Regions from separate parts of the Mus musculus genome. Here region 1 is linked to region 2. Evidence: chromatin contacts called from public Hi-C data. All regions are on one chromosome and are shown on one strand. Each heading gives the region's core, a stretch centred on a gene start, on an enhancer-like site or on the middle of the called end of the contact. The rest is flanking DNA. Distances are from core to core; before and after follow the strand shown.

Region 1 (7,473 bases), core at 3,287-5,786, 720 kb before region 2:
TAACTTATAACCCTAAAACTTTAAAAATGCCACAAGTTTTAAGCTCAGGCTGACAAGACCACCAATGTGACCCTCACTTCATCAAAGCCAAAACACATGTAGATTATTGCCCGTCTTACTATGGCAAAATCAAGGACAGATCTGACTTTGCAGTGACCTACACATTTTGCGAGAAGGTAGGTATTTCACACTACAGAGGTACTGCTTTCCATCTGATTCATGACAATGAATGTCTTCTAGGAGGAAATCCGTAGTGTAGGTTGGGTAACTGCACATAAATAAAAAGGCCCCAAGGATCCCTTTTTTCATAAAATTGCATCTGAAGATTCTTTTGGCTTTTAGAAGATCAACATACTGAACACTTTATACACAGCGATAATGGAGGTCTGACATTTATTCTGGTAGGAGAGCTCTAGATTACCTGTACATAGCAACATGGTCAAGGGGTACTTACACTCTCACTCTGAAAAGGATTTAAGAAATTTCCCCCCATTTCACCGTCATCCCTTGGAGTGCCCGGCTGGTTACTCAGGCTCATATTATTGGGAGAATTCTGTAAATAAGGTTCAGAAAAGAAGTCATTGTTGAAGGTTTTCATTTCCCTCCTGCATTGTAGTGTTTCAAACATCGAATGTACAGCAGCGGCGATGGCAGCAGCAGCAGCAGCAGCACCATCTAAGGACAAAATGTGATGCTAACTGGCGTCTTCCTCACATTCTAGGTCACACTATGAAAACAAGCGACCCCTCTGTTTTCTTCCTCCCAGAGTCAATGTTTATGCAATCCCTCACTCTCAGCTTATAGACTTTCAAGAACAGCAGAGAGTTAAAAATAAAGACGTTTCCCAGCAGGAGGCTGATGAGGAGAGCCTGCTCGTGGATAAGGCATGGAGGAGTTTAACTCCCTTAGTATTTTACTAATCAAACTTTGAAAGGTCATTGCTTTACTAGATATTTCCCTTTAATTCTCTGTGCACATTAGAGGTAACACAACTTCAATTATTTTTGTGTGAGTTGTAAGGGAGAAAAGAAGGTCATCAGGAAAGAGAGAGACACCTTAGGACTGGGAAACTGTGCTTTCAGAAAAGAATGGGGGACCAGCAGACTGCAGGAGATGCATCTTACCATTAGTTTAACAGGGCAGTTCCTATGCAGTTTCTCCAAGACAGAGCAGCTGCTCTTAGCAATCCACATAGTTAGCAGGGCCTTTGTAAAACCCTTCTGAAGTTTGCTTGCCTTAACACTACGTGTACTTTAAACTATGCATGATAGCCATGCCAATAGGAAATTCAGAATGACATATAAGTCATGTTTATACAGCCCTGCAATGGAGACTCAAAGAAGTATTTCAAGTTATAATTAATTGAGTTTAAAAACATTCAGGACAAAACACTTATTTTTGAATGGAAAAAAGATTTTTAGATTACTTTGCTCTGAACCATATGGCTTATATTTTGGTTTGGAATTAAAAAAAAATACTCAGACCATTTTGATGTACTACAGCATTACTCACCTTGGAAATACTGTCCATATCTCCTGAGCCTGGCAAAGTGTGAAAAGACACCGTCATTAGGGGAGAGCATGTATAAGGAAACTACTGAAGGGGAGTGAGCTGCCTCCAACAGCCCAAGCCCAGCAGCTGCTTCCCATCACCTGAATCCTAACAGCAGGCGCAGAGGAAGAGCTACAGACCCCTGGGAGACCATTAGAGAGACCATCTACATAAGACCACGGCATAATTAAAACATTTAAATGTTCATATAATACATACAGATATATATCTTTTAATGAAAATGATGTTGTAAATCTGATACAATTTAAGACAGACATTTCTAGGTGTATTTAACAATATTCTAAACCAGATATCAAAAACTATTTCATTAATATGAAAAATAGATAGCACTCCATATACACAATAGAAATAGAAACCAAACATACCTTTAAGATATGCTACATTTTAATTTTGATTCTTGAGAAACATGGGCAATGGAATTATACACTGAATAATAATTCTAACTTTGTCATAAAATCAGTTTTATTTTGAACTATTTTATTCTTAACAATTTCAATCTTAGTGCACTATTAAAATAGTGTGAACTATTTTAACCTTAGTGTGAAATGCTGTAACATTTTAATATAACAACATTTACTGAACAGCATAATTAACATGAAGGTTTAGCATGACTTACTTGTGAGTAAAAAGGTCCAACATTGTTACACATGCACACATGCATACTGTTACGTGTTAATAATTACAATAATGTTCACTGCAGAGAATAACAAACTAGCTGCCAACCATTATGAAACTCTTCTGGATGTTTCACTCTAGCAATAATGTGACCAAAGCCTTCTAACTAGGACCAAACATTCTCTTCTTTCACTAATTCTCCAACTTGACAGATTGAGAGTAACACATTTTGCAATACACTGAAAAACCAAATTCTGTAATAGTGCTGTCCAATTGAACATTACAAGAAGACGGCTATGTTTCTCTGAGATGTTCATTACAGTAGCCAGTAAAATTATGTGTGCCTACTGTATACAGGGATGTGTCAGTGTGCCTGGGGACTTGAATGCTAAATTCTAACTTTAAATTAAATAGCTATATGTGCCTATTGGCTACTAAATATGGAAAGCATATACTGACGAGAGACATGTCCTCTTATTCTCCTGGTGCAGACCCTTCATGTAAACAAAAATAAATGAAGCCAAACTTTGAAGTCTAGGAAAAATAAATATAGGTCCTTAAAAGCACAAAAGCCTATCAATGTATTGCAAATCATTTCTGAAATGAGTAATGCAGACTTTCAGAGACCGGAGGGGCTGCTGCTGACCTTGAGTGTGGGAAGGAAATCCCAGGGGAGCAGAACTGCATGAGCACAGCTTGGGCAACAGACGTGAAAGGCTCTTTCACAGCCTCGGCCCACTTGACAAGCTTTCAGACTAGCGTATGAGCACTAGCACATTGGTTTTATACCCTCTACCCAGGAACACCATGTGCTAGGAGACCTAGGCAGTTTGTTTTACTTTTCTCTACATCTGATCATTGTAAATATTTTGTTCACCTTACACATATATGGCTCCATACGTTAACAGTGCACCGTACGTGAAATATGCTGTTAACTGCTGGTATACCTGAGCTTGGCTCTATCCTGAAGGCAGGTGCAGATCATGGTCTCACAAGAGAATTTGTAGTATTATCAAAGCTAGCTGCTAACTTTATTTTAAAATGAGGCAAACATTAAAATACACAACAAAACTAAGAAATTATCATCAGAGCTGGTTTCTCTGATATTATGCTCACAGTCTGGAGCTAAAAGCCCCTGTGAGAAGGGCAGAGAGGCCCTCTGCTCTAGGCAGCTCTGCACATGCTGAGTGGAGAACAGAAGTTCTTTGGCCACAAGACACTTAACACTGTCTTAGGTTAGTATTGATACTCATGGGGCCAAACTCCACAGAACAACTCTCACACTCCTGATTCAAATGTTCTCCAGTTCTCTTAATCAATACCCTATGGATTACACCTCCATTCTAATGACATGGAAGAGCTCTGCAGACCATAATACCCATGGACTAAAATTAACATTTTATTTTTAATTTATTCTATCCATTTAACATAAAAGCCGAGCCTTACCTAAAGAGCCGTTCATGTGATGGGACTCCATTCCTCCTAATCCACCCATAGGACCATCTGATCCAGGGCCCATTGGAAACTGTTTTTAAAAATGAAGAAGTAATTGTGACCACATGGAAAATGACTTTAACATTATTAACATTACAGATTGTCCTGGCTTATGTCCAGGTTTGGAGACTCCAGGATACATTTGCGGGCTGTGGTTTCTTTAACCGTCTTTCCCTGTCTCTCTCTCATCTCTGTTCTGGATGCTAAGGCTAGTCTTTTCAGTCCACTTTTTTCTCTCAAGGGAAGAAATATGGAAAGCTATACTGAGAAGAAGATCAGCGTTCTCCGCTTGAGAGAAATTTCCTCGTATTTTCTTGGTTCAGTTCTTGAGAAGCTGCAGATGCTATTGGCCTCTTATAAAGAACATCTGTGTTGAACCATGATGGCTGTATCTACTCTTCCTTAGAAAGGAATATAGCACTGTTTGAATGGGCACAGGGAACCGTCTCATTTTGCAGGGCAAACACATTTACCTAGTGAGAGCTGACTATCACTAACTCTCCTCAGTCACATGTGCCATTTCAGCTCAGTGCAGGTGCTCTACAGCAGCTCTCGTCACACCCGAAGCATGGGGTGGCCTCTTCTCACGCTGGGTAGAGCTGTGACTGAAGTTCCAGGTCAGTGGCCTTCCTTCCCCATGACTCCTCTAGAAGGATTCTGTGCCCAATCAAAGGTAGGTGAGTGATCTGAGACTTGAGCAAGCACCTACCGAAGTCAGCATTTTCTTTACTGCTCCCAAGCTGAAGTCCTAGTCCATCACATATGGACTGCAGTACTGACTACAGTGTGGCGATGGTTAAGAAGCGCACTAGCCTTCAGCACCAGAACAGATTAAGCAAGAAAGGAAGGGAGGGGGTAAGAGAAGGAGCTGGGAAAGAGAGGGCGGGGAGGGAGGAAAGAAGGCAGGCCGGCAGGCTGGATAGCTACTTAGGGGGAAAATCGATTCAGACTGGTGGCTGAATGCCACCAGCTCTGTGCAAACACGGCTGTCTTCTCCTCCTGTGAGGAACGGCTTCGGAGGAGCACAAGGTTGCTGATTATGACTAAGTGTCTACACAGACACATACAGGTAGGAAAGATGGCCAGCTGACAAAGGCACTTTCCACCAAACCTGAAAATCTGAATTCAATCCTCAGGATTCCCAAAGCAGATGGAGAGAACAAGTTGTTACAAGTGGTTTCTGTTAACTTCCATATGTATCCCATAGCACACTTACCAGTAGGAACACACCACAAACACACACACACACACACACACATACACACACACACACACACACACACACACACACACACACACTCACATGGGATACATACACACCACCAATGAGTGAGAAGCTGACTGAACTATTTTCACTCAGTTTTTAGAATGAAGCTGAGGAGTTAGATCTGTGAGCCCAACAGTCGTGAATGTGCTAGGTCCTGTTTTCTGTCTCTGCAACTATAATATTTTAAAAGACTCTAAGACTAGAGGAATGTAAGTTTTAATTACTGTACTGGCTGGTTTTGTATGTCAATTTGACAGAGGCTGGAGTTATCACAGAGAAAGGAGCTTCAGTTGGGGAAATGCCTCCATGAGATCCAGCTGTGGGGCATTTTCTCAATTAGTGATCAAGCGGGGAAAGGCCCCTTGTGGGTGGGACCATCTCTGGGCTGGTAGTCTGGGTTCTATAAGAGAGCAGGCTGAGCAAGCCAGGGGAAGCAAGCCAGTAAGTAACCCCTCCATGGCCTCTGCATCAGCTCCTGCTTCCTGACCTGCTTGAGTTCCAGTCCTGACTTCCTTTAGTGATGAACAGCAGTGTGGAAATGTAAGCTGAATAAACCCTTTCCTCCCCAACTTGATTCTTGGTCATGATGTCTGTGCAGGAATAGAAATTCTGACTAAGACAATTACCTTAACAGAAAAATGTCTTTGCTGTCTTTTTTCAGTTTTATCTATCCTGTGTATTTACATATAAGCATAACATTTATATTTATTTGGATCATTACTATATTGTAGTTCAAATACATTTAAAACATATTTACATTAGGTCTGTTAGGCCCAGGAGGTACTGCATTCATTAAAGTATACATGTTGTCTCCAGAATTAGTTGAATCTGAAACAAAACATGACATAATTAATATCTCCACAAAAGCCATAACAAAATAATAACTAAAGGTGATCCTAGCATACATAGAAACTAACAGCTAGATACACACCTGACATCATCATTACTAATGCAAACAAATACCTGGCAGTCATTTCTGACCCAGACTTTAGTGTTCTAAAGTCGTACATTACAAATGAGATGTATAAATATTTCAGTAATTTAAGTCAATTGAATATTACTTTAAAAAACAAACACTGCAATATTTTCTTTCATAAAACATGGATTGATTTTTACTCCATAAACAATAACATGTATACATATCAGACAATTTTAAAACTTCAAATTTAGTAGCTTTCTTAGATTTCCTATAGAAAAGAAAATTAAATTTTAGGATAAAGCTGGTAGAATATACTGACTTAATTTCAAAAGTGAGATTACAGCAAGACTAGAAAGACAAAGTGTCTTGCTTAAAGTTAAAGCCAGATTCCCCTACTGTCTTTCTCTCCTTTTAGAGATACTCTTGTTCTATGGCTTTGGCTAGCCTGAACCTCACTTGGTAGTCCAGGCTGGCCCTGAGTTCACAGTAATCCTCCTGTCTCAGTCTCCGAGTTACAGACATGAATGGCAACACTCGAATTTCAACAACTTTTTGATAGCCTTTTTTAGTCCTTTTTTATATTGAAGAAGTATTAGTTATGAGCCACAGTTTTCTATTTTCTTACAACTATAAAGTGTACTTAGCTGTGTAACAATAGATCTTTATTTTGAAAATGAAGTGTTTGAAAAAAATGTACTGATTGAGAGGGTAAAAGAATATGCTTCCCCATAGCAGTGACCATAGAGAGAGATATCTAATTGTTTCTGCCCCTTTTGCGTCTCACTAGATATTAACTGGCTTGTGACTTCACTATGTGTTGCTTAGAGTGAGTGAGACATTATTCACTGATCATTTATTAACAGTGATCTATGAATCTCACTGCTAGATTTAACTTCTGAGACAGGGTCCAACTATGTCTATCTGGCTATCCTGGAACTCACTGTGTAGACCCAGATAGCCTCGAATTCATAGAGATGCACCTGCCTCTGCCTCCCAAGTGCTGGGATTAAAGGTGTGTGCCAGTATGCTCAGCTAGATATTACTTCTAGAGTAGAATGCATCCTAATAGTCTATGCAGCCCCTCACGCTGACTTGGTTTTGAATACAAAGTGAGGTCACACCTATTTCAGTGGTTCTAACTTGTTCTTTCTTGCCCATTACCTGCCTTGCACACCTTCGCATTTTTATTGCTGCTGAGCATCTTACCCACTGTCACCTACTGAAAATTACCAATTCTCATGGCAACTGCTATTTCTTTTCTTTCTCTTTTTAAAAATCTATTTGTTTTTTAAATGAGTGCTCTGTCTGCAAGTACACCTGCAGGCCAGAAGAGGGCATCAGATCCCTTTACAGATGCTCTTAATTCAGTTACCACGTGGGTGCTGGGAATTGAACTCAGGACCTCTGGAAGAGCAGCCATTGTTCTTAAGCACTGAGCCATCTCTCCAGCCCCTCAAATGCTATTTACTATGAGTTTTCTTTCCCCTGAGCATGTATCTGAGTACGCATGCTCTCCAGCCAAGGCAATGCAGCTTGCTTGCATCAGTTAATGCTCCGCTAGTCTTCTATTCACAACTGGCCATCAAGAGTCCGTGGGAAAGAAAGG
Region 2 (6,990 bases), core at 4,474-6,973:
TGGCCGGACTGGAAGTTGTCCTTTCGTGGGATTGTTGCTTTGAGACAAATAGTTTTAACTAACATGTTTGATCTACAGATGTTATTTCTTCTGGAGTTACTTAAACCATAGAGTAGAAACCATTATTCTTTTTCTTTCTTTCTTATTCACAAACACTAAATGTGCACCTAGTATGAGGAAGTTGTTACAGTTAGCACTAAGGACTAAGGTGTTAACGCAGCCTTAGTCTTTGCAGGTCTTTAGTGTAACAGGACCGCTGCTCCATACACAAACAGCTGCAAAGGAATAGGCTGAGGACATAACTATTGCAAAGCCATCAGGGATTGTGGGAGAGTAGAGACCTGTATGAGTAGCGAGGAAAGTGGGTTGGCATCTAGTTTGATGAATGATCTTGACAACCAGGGGAGCAAATTAACAACATATACACTGTCTGAAAAGAGGTTAAGGGGGCCCTTGACTTCTTTTAATGCTAGATAGATGGCATATAATTCTTTATTTTGGGGGAGTGATTGGGTAGTTCTTTGAATCGGAGGATAGGGGGGTCTATCCTCAGGGAAGTAGTATATTACTGCTGCAGCTCCCCTCTTTCCCCCATCAGTAAATATTGAGGGGGCTCCCGTTATGGGCCCTTTTGAGAATATTTGGGGGGGCAGCCATTGCAGCAGAGGGAGGGCAGAGACCCATTTCTCGTCAGGATAATTGTTGTCAATTTGTCCTGGGAGTCCTATTAAGCTGATAATAAAGTGGAAGTGATTTTTGATTAGCCACTGAATGTCAGAGAGGGAGAAGGGGGTGACAAGAATGTCGGGTTCTTTCCCTAGGGTTTGCAGGGCTCTATCCCTGCCATTTTTAGTCATGCTAGTTAGTGAGTGCATCTACCTCATTTAAAAATTGACGTGCATGGAGCCATTCCAGCACCCCCTGAGGTTGGAAAAGTGCTCCCACAAGTTAGGGGAGGAGTTAAAGATGAGCTGTATAGGTTTTGTTGGGTCATACCTAGCAAGAGCCATATCTTTTAGGGCTGCATTGACAGAATTGAGAGCTTGGACTGCCTCTGGAGACAGTGTTCTCTGGGAGGAGGGACTTTTATCTCCTTTCAGGAGGTTAAGGAGGGGGGAAGGGAGAAAGAGAAGGAGGGCTAGAGATGAGAGTAAGCATGTAAAAAAAGTAAGATGAGAGCTTAAGAGAGAGAGGCGAGACCAAGCAGCCCCTTTTATAGTGGGCTGGGCTACCTTGCTGTTGCCAGGTAGCTGTGGGGAGGAGCATACCTGGCTATTGTCAGGTGACTGTGAGGGTGGAGTCTAGCCAGAATGCCAGGGGCTTGGGTCTTTGTCTGAGTGACTGATAGTCACAGAATTATGGAGTTGGGGACTCTGTGGTGTCAGGCACCTGTCTCTGGGAATGTGGCTCACTGTCCCGCCCCTTCTAGAGTTTTCTACTGGATCTCCGGAGCAAGCCTCGCTCAACCCAAACAGGCTGCCTTTCACGGTCCCACAAGGGATGGTGCAGGCTGAGGAAACACCCCCCACCCACCCATTCACACCTTCTTCCACTTGAGCTCTCCATTTCTCTCTTGGTCCCTATATACACCATGCTGTTCCTCCACAACATCATGCCATTGCTTCCATGGCTCTGTCTCAAACTTTCTCCCTAGCTACCATAGTTTCCCAGCGTATATGTCCCTCTGGCCCCTTTTGATATTTCTGTATTTCTCACTTTAGAATGTCTGAACAGAAGCTGCAACAGGCCATGTCTCCTACCAGAATATAATATCCTCTAGCGTAGGAGTAGATGTTTTGTTATGCTTTGTTTTGCTTTGTGTGGCTTGTGTAAATATCTAAGGAAGATACCGAGCCTTTCTGTGCCTCAGTTTCTTTACCTATAAAATTCATTAAGACCACAAATCTCACCAAGTTGCTTTGTGAACTAACAAACAACATTTTGAATAGTTCCTAGTTCATAGTATATAGTCACATAGTACATATTAGTTGTTACTGATATTAATGGTCTTACCTCAGGTTGATAACAGACCTTGTATTCATTAAATAATTTGCCAAATTTATAATTAACTCTATTGTATAGTTCATAAAGGAGTTGTAATGTTATATTTATATAGAGATCCATGGCTTTTATCCCATGAAGCAGTCATCATTTGGTGGGCCATCTGGCAGTGATTATACTTGTACAGAAATCGTCCACTAAGGTTAATAACAACTCAAATGGGCTTCGGGGGTGGAAGACATCCCTTAGGATCTCAGAGGTGCATAGGCTGCAGTTACATAGTGTGAGCAGAACTGTGCTTGCCAAGATAACAGTCAGGCCATGTCGTTCTTTTAGGTTTCAAAGAAAGCAAGTGTTGTGCTTAAGGAGTTTGGCCACACCATCCCTGATACAGCCCTCAGAATAGTGCTGTCATTTGTATGCCATACACTTTGTTTTAACAAGGCTTTTAAGTCTATTAAGCAGGTTGGAGGATTAGAAAGCCCTATGCAGACAGGCTGTGTCCAGAAGTTTATAAGCAGCATTTGTTTACTCTGTAAAGAGGCAGTGGTGAGAGTTATAGATGCAGACGAGAGATAGCAGACGCATCTGCAGTGACTAATAGCACCAAACAAGGCCACACTCATATACCATTATCATCTGCTATCTGGTTTTGTTTTTTGTTATTTTTTTTTAAGATGCCCTTTGTTGCCTCCAAAGATTGAAATTCCACTATAAGCACACAGATAAGAATGTATCCAATCTCTACTATATGCAGATGGCAAAAGAAAGTTATTAGTTGGAATATAAATAATCTTATTACATACTGTCTGCATGCCAGTGTCTGCACACTTGTGGCTTGTCACCAGAATGAGGAATGACAGCTCTTAGGCTGTTGCTAAGTTGTGTGACACATTGGCCGTGTTATCAGTCGCTAGGCAGAGAGAGATCCTCCGAAATTTCTACGGATCACCCCTGGATGTGAGAGATAAGTTTCGTCATCCAGCACCGGCATGTCTTGCCGTCAGCCATCAATAACTAACAAATAGAGATTTATGGAATTGGTATGAGGCTCCGTGAGAGATAGCACTGTTTGGGGAACAGAAAACTATAGAATGAGCTCCTTTCTCCAAAGATGGACAATAGCACATAGATGACACAAAAGAATTGGTCAATAATAATATGATATTGTTGATAATAGTTTCACATAACTGGGCTGCCGAGAAAGCTCAACAGTTAAGAGCTTGTCCTGACTGCTCTTGCAGAGGACTCCAGTTCAAGGCCCAGCACCAACACCATACAAACTCTTAAGTCCACCTCCAGAGAGATTCATTGTCTCTGACTCCTAAGGATATGTGTACTCGCATGCGTATGTCCACACACATAATTTTAAATAATAATAAAAAAATCTTCAAAAAATACTACATAAGACTACAATGAAATCTTTATAGCCTTAGACAGCTAGTACAGGTAAGACATGCTAAAGCCATAGACCACTGAGAGATTATAAAGAGAGATGTTTTAAAAACAGGCTCTTTAAATTTTTATTTAATTTTAGTCTGTGTGTATGGGCGCTTTGCCTGCATGTTTGTATGTTTGTACAGTACCTGCAGAGTCCAGAAGAAGACATGGGAATCTCCATTCAAAGTGGAGTTTGAATGACTGTGTGCATTCTAGGAGGCAAACCCAGGTCCTTTGGAAGAGCACCCAGTGCTCTTAACTGCTGAGCAATTTCCCCAGCCCCTAAATAAGTGTTTAGTTTAATTAGAACACAACACTTTCTTTCTTCCCTTTTCTCCCTTTTCTCCTTCTAGTCCTGCCCGGCCACCCTCCTTTGAAGCACTCCTGTGTCTCCTACTCTCCAGTTTATAGCTTCTTTTATTATTGTTGTTAACATACATACGTATGTATACAATTCGTATGTATGTATGTGTATGTCTAAATAATACAGTGTAGTAAGATCATTTTTGGTGTGTGTTTGTGTGTGTGTGAACCACTCTGTACTGGACAACCAATAAGGGGGCTCATCCCTGGGAGAGGCTAATTTTCCTCCCAGAAGACATTAGTTGGCTGTAGTTAGAAGAGACTTTATTGTGAACTGAAGTGGAGAGAATTTTTCAGATAGAAAGACCGGCACAGCAGTAAGAAAATGCTAGCTAGCCATAACAGTTGCAATAGGAATATACAGTGTGGGCAAAGCCAGCCTTCTCTAACTGGGACAGCATAGCTGTGAGGATGAGCAGCAGCAGCTCGGGTTGGGAGAGTATGAGCAACACAGAACCTTTGTGGTTGTGTTTGCCAGCAGGATGTTTAGGGCTTAGATTATGCTTTGGTATGTGGTAGGTACACACCGAAGCCTTCTCTCTGTTCTGTGATTAGGCATACTCTAAAAGACGGTCTGGAAAAGTTGTCTGGACCAAGTTACAAGAAAAACAGAGACCTTTGCAGTTGAGACTTTATCATGTAGGTATAGATTTTTAGCCAGGCAAACCCCAAATCTATTAATCAGGCATTATCCTGTGACGCAGAGCTCTGATTGGTTGTTGACAGAGATTTATGTTCCCAAAATGATTGAGCAAGGGATGATATCAGGTTAGCATTTGAGTTTCTGTAGTGAATGAAAACGGAGAAAGAATGAAAAGCCTGAACTAGAGCCGGCTGGAGGAGAGATGCTCGCCAGAGTTCATTTTGGGACTAACTTCCAATAGGTGAAAAGAAATGGGAGTGTTTGGTGGAAGCTGTGCTTTGGGTGGGGGTGGGGGTGGGGGTGCTGAAAGATGCTTTGGAGAATTAAGGGGTCAGAGCAATGAAGTGAAAGGAGATTTCAAAACAGTCCTTCAGTGAAAGTGAACTTCTGAGCCTCTGGAGGTGTTCATCTGAAAGGCTCTTCCTGTCACTATGGGGAGTTGGTGTCTCTGGAGGTCTTGAGTAGACAGAATGGGTTGTTCACTTGAGTTAAAGAAAAAGGTCTGTGTCTGTTGTCAGCTGTAAAACTAAAGGAATGCGAAAGTTAGATTTTTCAAAATTACATGGTTTAAACTTTTTGTTTTATGCATGAAAACTGATATTTCTACAAATATGTGGGTGTCACCACATAGCAGATATGCAGATGTTTAGTCAACTGACACAATAATTGAGCCCTGTACTTGTTCAGTATGAAAATGTACCAAGTAAAAGACTCCAAGATTTGTGAATTTAAGAAATAGATTTCCTCATTGCCAGTGCAAAGTAGTTTGGCTAGATCATATTTGAAGGAGAATGTTGTAATCTTAAAAACTACCATACCAGCTAACTATTACAGTGCCCCTCAGTTAATGCAAAGACATGAGAGCTATAGCATTAGAGGAGCTTTTTGCTCATGTTTGCCTTTGAATCACGTGAGTCACTAGGGAAGACGAACATCCTGGGTTTTAAGTTGACCGTACCCACATGTTTGTGAACCTTCACAGCTGGAAGGCAGTATGAAGACGGCATTGTGGCAAGGAGATGCTTTCTTATAAAGAAAAGCACTTAGCTTTTCAAGCAGATTCCAGATTAGCCAGCTGTTGCTTCCTAGACAGGCCACAGGAGTCTAGAACCAATGACGTTGGCTTCTCTATTGAGGGGGAAGATGTGGTGGTTGTAGCACTGGCTGTGGTCTCCATCTCCTTAGCTTATGTCAGCCTGTCACAGCCGGGCTCCTTCTCTGCCTGTTTCTCCTCAGCAGCAAGCCTAGCATCCATGCCTACAGTGTGGTGGATGGCTCTCTGGCGGTCTCTGCTGGCGGATGTTCTACATGTTTCCAGGAGGAACAGCCCAAGACTGACTCTATTAGAGAATTTTGAAAAAAAAAAAAGTGTAAATACATAAATAACAAATATACTAAAGTTCCCTGTTGTGAACCTAAGTGAAGTTTTAACTTGTAGCTATAACTCTGAAGCAGACAATGTGTACAAGCATCTTTGAGTGTGCACATAATGAATGTATAGCCCTGTTTCTTGGTTGAAGGGAAGAAATTAATCATTTAAAGTCAATTCATGGTATGTGTGCATGTGTGTGTTTAAGTTCTTAAAGCTCATATGTCTCTAATTTTTCTAGCAGGCACTTTTCAGCATATGTCAGCATGTTTGTAGGTTTTCTCATTGTTTTTGTTAGCATTTAGATTGCCAGCAAGCCTTCAACCTGAGCATTAAATCTTTTAATTATTATAGTCATTGATGGCCATATTTCCAGATTACAATCTTCCATGAACAGATGAATTGGAGATATTGATTTGTTATATTAAAGAGAACTAATGTGTGTGTTTCCATGCATATATTAGCATATTGCATCAGAGATCATGTCTCATCTCTTTCCCATTTTTTTTTCATTTTAATTCTTGATAGAGCATGTATAATCAGTGAAATAAGCATCATCCATTAGTGAGCTTGGTCTTCCCTGAAGTATTACTATGCTAAACAATCCTATTACCAAAGCATTATTTTGATAGTTTATTAAAAGTCCTGCAGCTCTCACATTGCTATACTCAAACACAGCTTTATGCAATTAAAGTTATAATAGGAACTTTATTACAATGATATATAACTTGTATCACCCTAATAAAAGTTCCTGTACACAGCGATGCTTTAATAATGCTGTTTCTGTAACACTGCTTCCTTCGTAATGGGGACTTCTCTCATGGCAACTTCATTATTAGGAAATGATCTCAGTAATAGAAATGCAAATACAGATTTTGAAAGGAGCGTTGTGTGCACGGCTCCATTATTGACCTGCTGTCTTCTCATGCATTGCATATCATCATTATAAGCCAACCATGTAGATTATAGTTACGATTACGGCCATGCTGTTACAGTTTAGCATTCGTGTCATTCCAGGGAAACACTGACTGCCATTTTAAGATGAAATTTGGGAGTTAAAATTATTTAAATTTTAATTAAAATTAGAATCAAAAGCATTAAAAATGACTTACAAAACTTTCTCTGATTTTTATTGTATCATAGATAGAGGAGACATCGGCCCTTAAAATGGGGT

What was found. Hi-C and Micro-C count contacts between places; a contact is called where the count stands out from the background.
Region 1: a contact with region 2 is called in a Hi-C map of rod photoreceptor, with 4 times the contacts expected there. The contact joins two enhancer-like sites. A contact is called at or near these places in 6 of 15 datasets of contacts at CTCF or cohesin (embryonic stem cells, large pre-B cells, liver and 2 more), 67 of 484 Hi-C or Micro-C datasets (the AML12 cell line, B cells, the C2C12 cell line and 32 more) and 7 of 115 datasets of contacts at active chromatin or transcription factors (astrocytes, embryonic basal ganglia, epiblast stem cells and 4 more).

The regions. Positions count from the first base shown.
Region 1 is chr13:91,687,099-91,694,571 of GRCm38.p6, reverse strand. It overlaps Ssbp2 (single-stranded DNA binding protein 2), which reads right to left. Exons shown (of 17, transcript NM_024272.4): 13 at 5,706-5,776; 14 at 3,634-3,712; 15 at 1,513-1,541; 16 at 455-553. Among named protein-coding and RNA genes, the nearest start is that of Gm22778, 32 kb to the left of the region's middle. Within about 2 kb of position 4,536, at least 15 of the 459 cell types and tissues checked have an H3K27ac peak or open chromatin away from gene starts, as enhancers often do. A contact at or near this core is called in rod photoreceptor, where this site is marked.
Region 2 is chr13:90,966,369-90,973,358 of GRCm38.p6, reverse strand. All of the region lies in intron 5 of Atg10 (autophagy related 10), which reads left to right. Among named protein-coding and RNA genes, the nearest start is that of Gm46434, 38 kb to the right of the region's middle. Within about 2 kb of position 5,723, at least 26 of the 459 cell types and tissues checked have an H3K27ac peak or open chromatin away from gene starts, as enhancers often do. A contact at or near this core is called in rod photoreceptor, where this site is marked.